Regions from separate parts of the Pan troglodytes genome. Here region 2 is linked to region 1. Evidence: chromatin contacts called from public HiChIP or PLAC-seq data. All regions are on one chromosome and are shown on one strand. Each heading gives the region's core, a stretch centred on a gene start, on an enhancer-like site or on the middle of the called end of the contact. The rest is flanking DNA. Distances are from core to core; before and after follow the strand shown.

Region 1 (3,110 bases), core at 178-2,677:
GCACCGGCGAAGGACCGGCTGCCCTCTGGAGTGGGAGCCCAGGCCGGCCCGCCCGGACCAGGAGAAGGAGCAGGAGGTGAGCGGCCGCCAGTGGAGGGGAGGCCAGGTCGGCCTGCACGCCCCAGGGCACCTGGCTGGGTGCTGGGGCTTCCGAGAAGAAAACTGTTCAGGCGCAGTGACCCTTTTGGAGACAGTTACCGGATTTAAGTAAAATGTCCGCTTCAGGAAAAGTCATTCAGGGCGGAGAAGTTTACCCAAGTAGGGAGAAAGGGAGCCGAGGAACCAGCGCCTCCCGCCTCGGGAGAAGTTGCCCCAGTTGGGGGAAGTGATACGGAGGAGGGGAGCGCGGTGCCCGCCCTGGCGCCGCCCTGGCCGGGGGCTGTCAACCCTCGGTCGGGGCCCGGGCGGCGGCCGCGCGGGGAGCGGAGGCAGCGGCTGCCGTGGCGGGCAGAGCGCGAAGGCCGGGCCCGGCGCGGGGAGGGCGTTATATCGGGGCAGGAGGCTGAGGCAGGAAGCAGGTGGGGGGGAGGGGGGAGCCACGCAGCTCCCAGGGGAGGGAGGGGGCAGCGCCCCGGGCGGGCACGGCGCACAGCCGGCTGCGGCCCTGACCCGGGCCTGCGCCCCACCCGCGTCCCGGCCTCGGCCTGGGCCCTACACGCGCGGGCCCGGCGCCTCCCTCCGCGGCTCCCCCGGCCCCTTCTCCCCCGGAACTCCGCCGCCCCAAACTTGGGGAAAAGTTTTCCAACTGCAGACAGGGCGGGAGGAGTGCGCCGGCCCCAGGCCCTCGGCTCGCAGCTCTTCCTCGCGGCCCCCAAATCTGGCGGCAGAGCCCGGAGCCGAGCCCTGAGCTCCCCTGCCCGCTGCTCGCCCGCCCGACCCCGTTCCCTTCCTGGCCCGCGGGGCCCCGCGGCCCGTTACCTGCGGTCCCGGCGGGCCGGGCTCCCCTCCCCGCGGCGGTGGCAGCTCTTAGCCGATGCCCCACCCGCCGCTGCCAGGCCCCGAGCTGTGCCAGGGCAGCGCCCCTGCCAGCCCCGCCCGCCAGCTCCCCTTCCCTTCCCCTCGCCTCTCCAGCCCATGTGCGGGCAGAGCCGGACCCGAGCCGCTGACCCCGCCGTGAACCCGGCGCGGAGCCGCGGCCCGGTGGTCCTGAGTCCGAAAGGGACGACACCCGGAGCCCTGAACGCCAGCCGCCAGCCGCGATGGGGCACCCGCGCCAGAAGATGCGCCCGAGGCGGCCGACGCACGAGGACCGGGCTGTCCCGGGTCCCCCATCCCTCCCGGTCCCCGGCTCGAGGACCCACCTGGGGGGCATGTCGAAAGCCCCGGGCCCGGCTGACGGCGGATCCAGGGGGGACGTGGCTGCGCTGCCCTCCGCCCGCCGGGCCCCCGGTCGGTCTGTCCTGCTGGTCCGTCCTCCCCGCGTCCTGGTCGCGTCTCAGCCCCGCCGCGCTTTCCGCACACTCTTATCTGGAGCGGCCCGGGCCGGCGGGCGCTGCTGCGGCTATGGCGCCACCTCGCGGGCGCGCAGGGCTCTGCGCGGCAGGCCGCTGCCTTCCTCCCGCGCACCTGAGCTGGAGGCGCACAGATGCTGAGCCCGCGGGGAGGGGCCCACCCTACCCGCAGGTTCGCCCTCCCACCTGTACCCACCTGGGACCCCGACCCCAGACACGCGAGTCCCAGAAACCCTGGGGCTTTGAGCTGAGCGCTCCCATGTACGTATTTCTAGGCACACAGCCCCAATTCGGAAAAGTCCTGCCCGCAAGCGCCGGACTCGGGTGGTGGGGGTGGAGGAGAGGTTATCCTGCGCAGTAGCCGAGCTCTCCTGGAACTCCCCGTAGACATTACTGTACGGCACTGTCCACTTGGACGCACTCCCCAACACACCCACCCTCAGGCGCATGGATTCGGTGTGCGCGGCATAAACTGATTTGTCCCCAGCCCTATCCAGGCACTGATACTAACAGGCGCTCATGTTTCCAGAAGCACACCCGCCCCTTCCCGCAGCCCTAGCGCTCTGGGATACTCCAGGGGCAGCCACGTAGGGCCCTCCGGGAACCTGGGCAGAGGTGTTACCCACACAGCCCGCCCTGAACTTTCGGGTCTCCTAAAGGAACCCACGACGAGTCATCAGGGCGACTGGAAGTGGCTGGACAGCGCCTCCGGGGGGTCCAAAGAAGTAACCATGGGGCCCTAGAATCCCCCTGTACGCCGTTTTGAAGAATCCCGCGTGGACTTTTTCTCCAACCCACCCGCCCGAAGGAAACAACAGGGGCGCCTGCGCCTGGGACCCCGCAAGGTCCCGCGCCCCACGTGAAGGTCAGGTTTGTGTGGGTGACGTCTCTTCTGGGAGAAAGGGGACCCCGCACTGTCGCGCCGCTGCTCGCAGTACTACTCCGGAAGTGGCCCCGTGCAGCCCCGCCGCGCACCAAGCCTCCTGCGAACGCCGGATCTCCGCGGCCCACGCTCCGCCTCCGCCCCGCACCTCCTGACCCCCGCCCACACACGGCGTGGAGCGGGGAGGGGGGGGGGTCCCCGAGAACTCCGCCGCTTCCGATTGGCTGCGCCTCCCTCCGCCGCGGAGCGCGAGGGGCTGGGGCGCTGCGTTACCATGGCAACCGATGAGGTGCGCCCAGATCCTGTCCCTCCGAGGCCTTGGAGAGCTTAGCAACCGCGCTCGCCGCCCCCCGCGCTGTCCTCTGGCCCCCATGGCCCCGCCAGAGGTACCGGCTGAGTCACCGGGCGAGGGGCAGCGGGCGCGGCTACCAGCGGCCCCCGAGCGACACCAAGGTCTCGGGCGCCCCCCGGAGGCTCCCTTTGCTGCGCAGGCGACTTCACGGCTTCGGTGCCTGGAGGAGGCTTCGGTCCAAACAAGTCCGCCTGATTCCCGCCGCTGCCTGAGTCCGCCCCATGTTCTGGATCCATCTTACCCACTCCCTCTCCCATGTCTCCCCATAGCATCCTCACTTTAGAAGCAGTGAGGTCCCAAAGAGGAAAACGGAGGCCTCCGGAGCTGCCGGTCTCTAGGGAAGGCGGACCCCGACATCTCGCCCGAGGGACGTGCTGCGGCCTGAGGTGGAAGTTACGGAGTGTTGAGGGGAGGTGGAGAGGCT
Region 2 (3,110 bases), core at 243-2,742, 250 kb before region 1:
GGAGTTCTGTCAGAGGTTGTGGCAATCCCTTCGGCTCAGACTAAGGAATAATTGGTAACTATTCTGTGATGGGTGTGGGGTAAAGGCCTATGGGGCTGTGGAGGGGCAACAGGTGGAGGCAGGAGGCCTTGGGGAAGGGAGCTTCACCTCTGCACAGTTCTCCAAAAAAAGATTCAAGTACCAGCCTTCTGGTATAGTTCAATTTTAAAGATGGGAAATTAAAAAGTCAACCTGAGATCCACAGCAGTAATTTTTTTCAAGAATCCATAGTGACACAGAAATTCCCAAATTGACTTTTTTTTTTTTTGAGGCGGAGTCTCGCTCTGTTGGAGACTCCGGGGCTGGAGTGCAGTGGCGCGATCTCGGCTCACTGCAGTCTCCGCCTCCCGGGTTCAAGCGATCCGCCCGTCTCAGCCTTCCGAGTCGCCGGGATTACAGGTCCCAAATGGACTTATATGCCTCCTGATGTACTTCCTTCCACACGATTCCAACTATATCGTATCTAGTTTTTAAAAGTCAGGGGGCGGCCGGGCGCGGTGGCTCACGCCTGTAATCCCAGCACTTTGGGAGGCCGACGCGGGTGGATCACCTGAGGTCAGGAGTTCGAGACCAGCCTAGTGAAACCCCGTCTCTACAAAAAATACAAAAATTAGCCGGGCTTGGTGGCGTGCACCTGTAATCCCAGCTACTATAGGGAGGCTGAGGCAGGAGAATCGCTTGAATCCAGGAGGCGGAGCTTGCAGTGAGCCGAGACCGCGCCACTGCACTCCAGCCTGGGCGACAGAGCGAGACTCCGTCTAAAAAAAAAAAAAAAAAAAGAGGGTTTGGGGATGTGGCTTGCTGTAATGAAAAAGGCTTTGATAGGTTTTTATCCACGGTGTCACCCTGGGCAATTTACTTCCGTTCTCTGGGATTCAGTTTCCTAATCTTAGAAATTGGAATAGTAGAGAAGCTGAGGCGGGAGAAAAGCTTGAACCCGGGAGGCGGAGCTTGCAGTGAGCCGAGATCGCGCCACTGCACTCCAGCCCGGGAGTCTCCAACAGAGCGAGACTCCAACTAAAAAAAAAAAAAAAAAAAAAAAGGAATACTAATAACTCTTAGCAGATCTTCAAGGTCCCAAGTAATGGCCCGCGGCGCTAGGCCGGGCCTGTGGCGGGAGAGCCTGGCCTAAGGTGTCCAGAGGAGCCCAGGCTGAGGGGTGTCTCTGTCAACCCGAGTCCCAGACTAGCAGTGTCCTTGGTGTCCACGACAACAGCAACGGCAGCCACCGCCGCAAACGCCCGCCTGGCCTGGCACGGCCCGGCCTCGCCTCACCTCAGCTCACCGGCGCCGCACCTCCAGCTCCAGCCTCCGCGCGCCTCCCCGGCCGCACCTCTGCGCACGCGCAGCGCCCGCCCGCCCCACCCAGGCTCTCGCTCCGGTCCCGCCCCTCTGGAACCGGCGGCGGGCGCTTTTCCTCCCAGCGCGGCCACCGTCGTTCGGAAAGGGAGGGCGGCAGGGGGCGGGGAAAGGCCGGGAGGTGGGCGAGCGCGCGCGCCGCCCGTCTGTGGTGGTTTCCTGGCTGCGCGCGGCGGTGGCGGAGCCGCTACGGCTGTAGCAGCAGCCGCGAAGATGGCGGAAGGCCTGGAGCGTGTGCGGATCTCCGCGTCGGAGCTGCGCGGGATCCTGGCTACTCTGGCCCCGCAGGCCGGGAGCAGAGGTGAGTCGCGCCGCCCAGCTCCTGGGCCGGGCCTGCCCGCCCCGCCTCCCTCTCCTCCTCCTCTGCCTCCTCCCCGCTCGGCCCTGGGCTCCGGAGCCCCCGCCCCTTCCCCCAGCAGTAGGCGCTGGGGCCGCGGCGGACCCTCGCTGCCCTACCTCTCTCGCGGGTTAGTGCGGGGTCGGGCTCGGCCAGTCCTGGCCAGCTCCGGGAGAGCCTGGCCCGAATTCCTGCCTCCACCCTCTTTCTCGCCGCGAAGGTGACTGTTCCTTTTGCCCCAGCCCTCTCAGACCCGCCCCGGATTCCCAGGCATCGGGAGACGCGGAAAGGAGTGGGGTCTGGTGGAGGCCCCGGGAGTATCGCTCTCCAGGCCGCCCTCCGCGGGCCTGCCCCGGCCACCGCTTTAGCGTCGGAGAGAAGGAATTGGGGAGAAAGGTTTAAGAGCCTGCGACTTCGTTGCTGAACTTTTCCCCCCCAAGACAGGCTTCCGAAAGCTGCGCCACTGGAGGGATCCGGGACCTCAGACTACTCGGGTTTGGCCCTGGCATGTGTGGGAGCAGTTTTTATTAGAGAGAATGCTCAATTTGCAAGTTAATTTCAAGTCTCCAGCCACGTCAGGAAAGTAAGAAAGATTCTAAGTGTCTCACCTCTTCTGCGTTAGGCAATAGAGTTGTGTAGAATGGTAGCTGTGATAGGTGCCTTCTCTAGGTTTGCGGCCAGTCTGTGAAATTGGTTTTTGTTGATTAACATAATTGGATTATTAAGGCTATTTTCTCCCGCTGCTCTAGAAAGTAGTAGGAATAGCTTTCCCCATCCCCCCGCCCCCCACCAAGTTACAGACTGCCGAGGGTGAGCTATTCTTGGGTTAAACTGCTTTATCTTTGTGGATACTTCATGAACCTACCTTTTAAACTTATGAAAATAGTGAAGCACTATCCAAAACCTCAGTCTCTTTTCTTCCCCTTTTCCATACACCTACAAACAGTAAATGTACTTGCTGGAGCATATGATTCCTGTTTTGGGCTTGTTTGCATTTATATTTAGAGACCAATACTAGGATTAAAAACTTTTTTATTGTTGTTGTTATTATTTTTTGAGACGGAGTCTAGCTCTGTCGCCCAGGCTGGAGTGCAGTGGCGCGATCTCTGCTCACTGCAACCTCCGCCTCCCGGGTTCACGCCATTCTCCTACCTCAGCCTCCCGAGTAGCTGGGACTGCAGGCGTGTGCCACCACGCCCGGCTAATTTTTTGTATTTTTGTAGCGACGGGGTTTCTCCGTGTTGGCCAGGATGGTCTGGACTCCTGTCCTCGTGATCCGCCCGCCTTGGCCTCCCAAAGTGCTGGGATTACAGGCGTGAGCCACCGTGCCCGGCCAATTTTTTTGAGGCAGGGTCTCACTCTGTCTTCCAGGCTG

Evidence for each region. HiChIP or PLAC-seq counts read pairs in DNA pulled down with a chosen protein or histone mark.
Region 2: a contact with region 1 is called in an H3K4me3 HiChIP or PLAC-seq map of stem cell-derived excitatory neurons, with 6 times the contacts expected there. The contact joins the promoter of SMG6 here to the promoter of HIC1 in region 1. A contact is called at or near these places in 1 of 1 datasets of contacts at active chromatin or transcription factors (stem cell-derived excitatory neurons) and 1 of 1 other capture datasets (stem cell-derived neural stem cells).

Annotation. Positions count from the first base shown.
Region 1 is chr19:12,546,463-12,549,572 of NHGRI_mPanTro3-v2.0_pri, reverse strand. It overlaps HIC1 (HIC ZBTB transcriptional repressor 1), which reads right to left and starts at 1,427. Exons shown (of 2, transcript XM_016931176.3): 1 at 1,302-1,427.
Region 2 is chr19:12,796,291-12,799,400 of NHGRI_mPanTro3-v2.0_pri, reverse strand. SMG6 (SMG6 nonsense mediated mRNA decay factor) reads left to right here and starts at 1,492. Exons shown (of 19, transcript XM_003315290.6): 1 at 1,492-1,699. The coding sequence starts at 1,612. It overlaps SRR (serine racemase), which reads right to left and starts at 1,376. Exons shown (of 8, transcript XM_016931178.4): 1 at 1,315-1,376.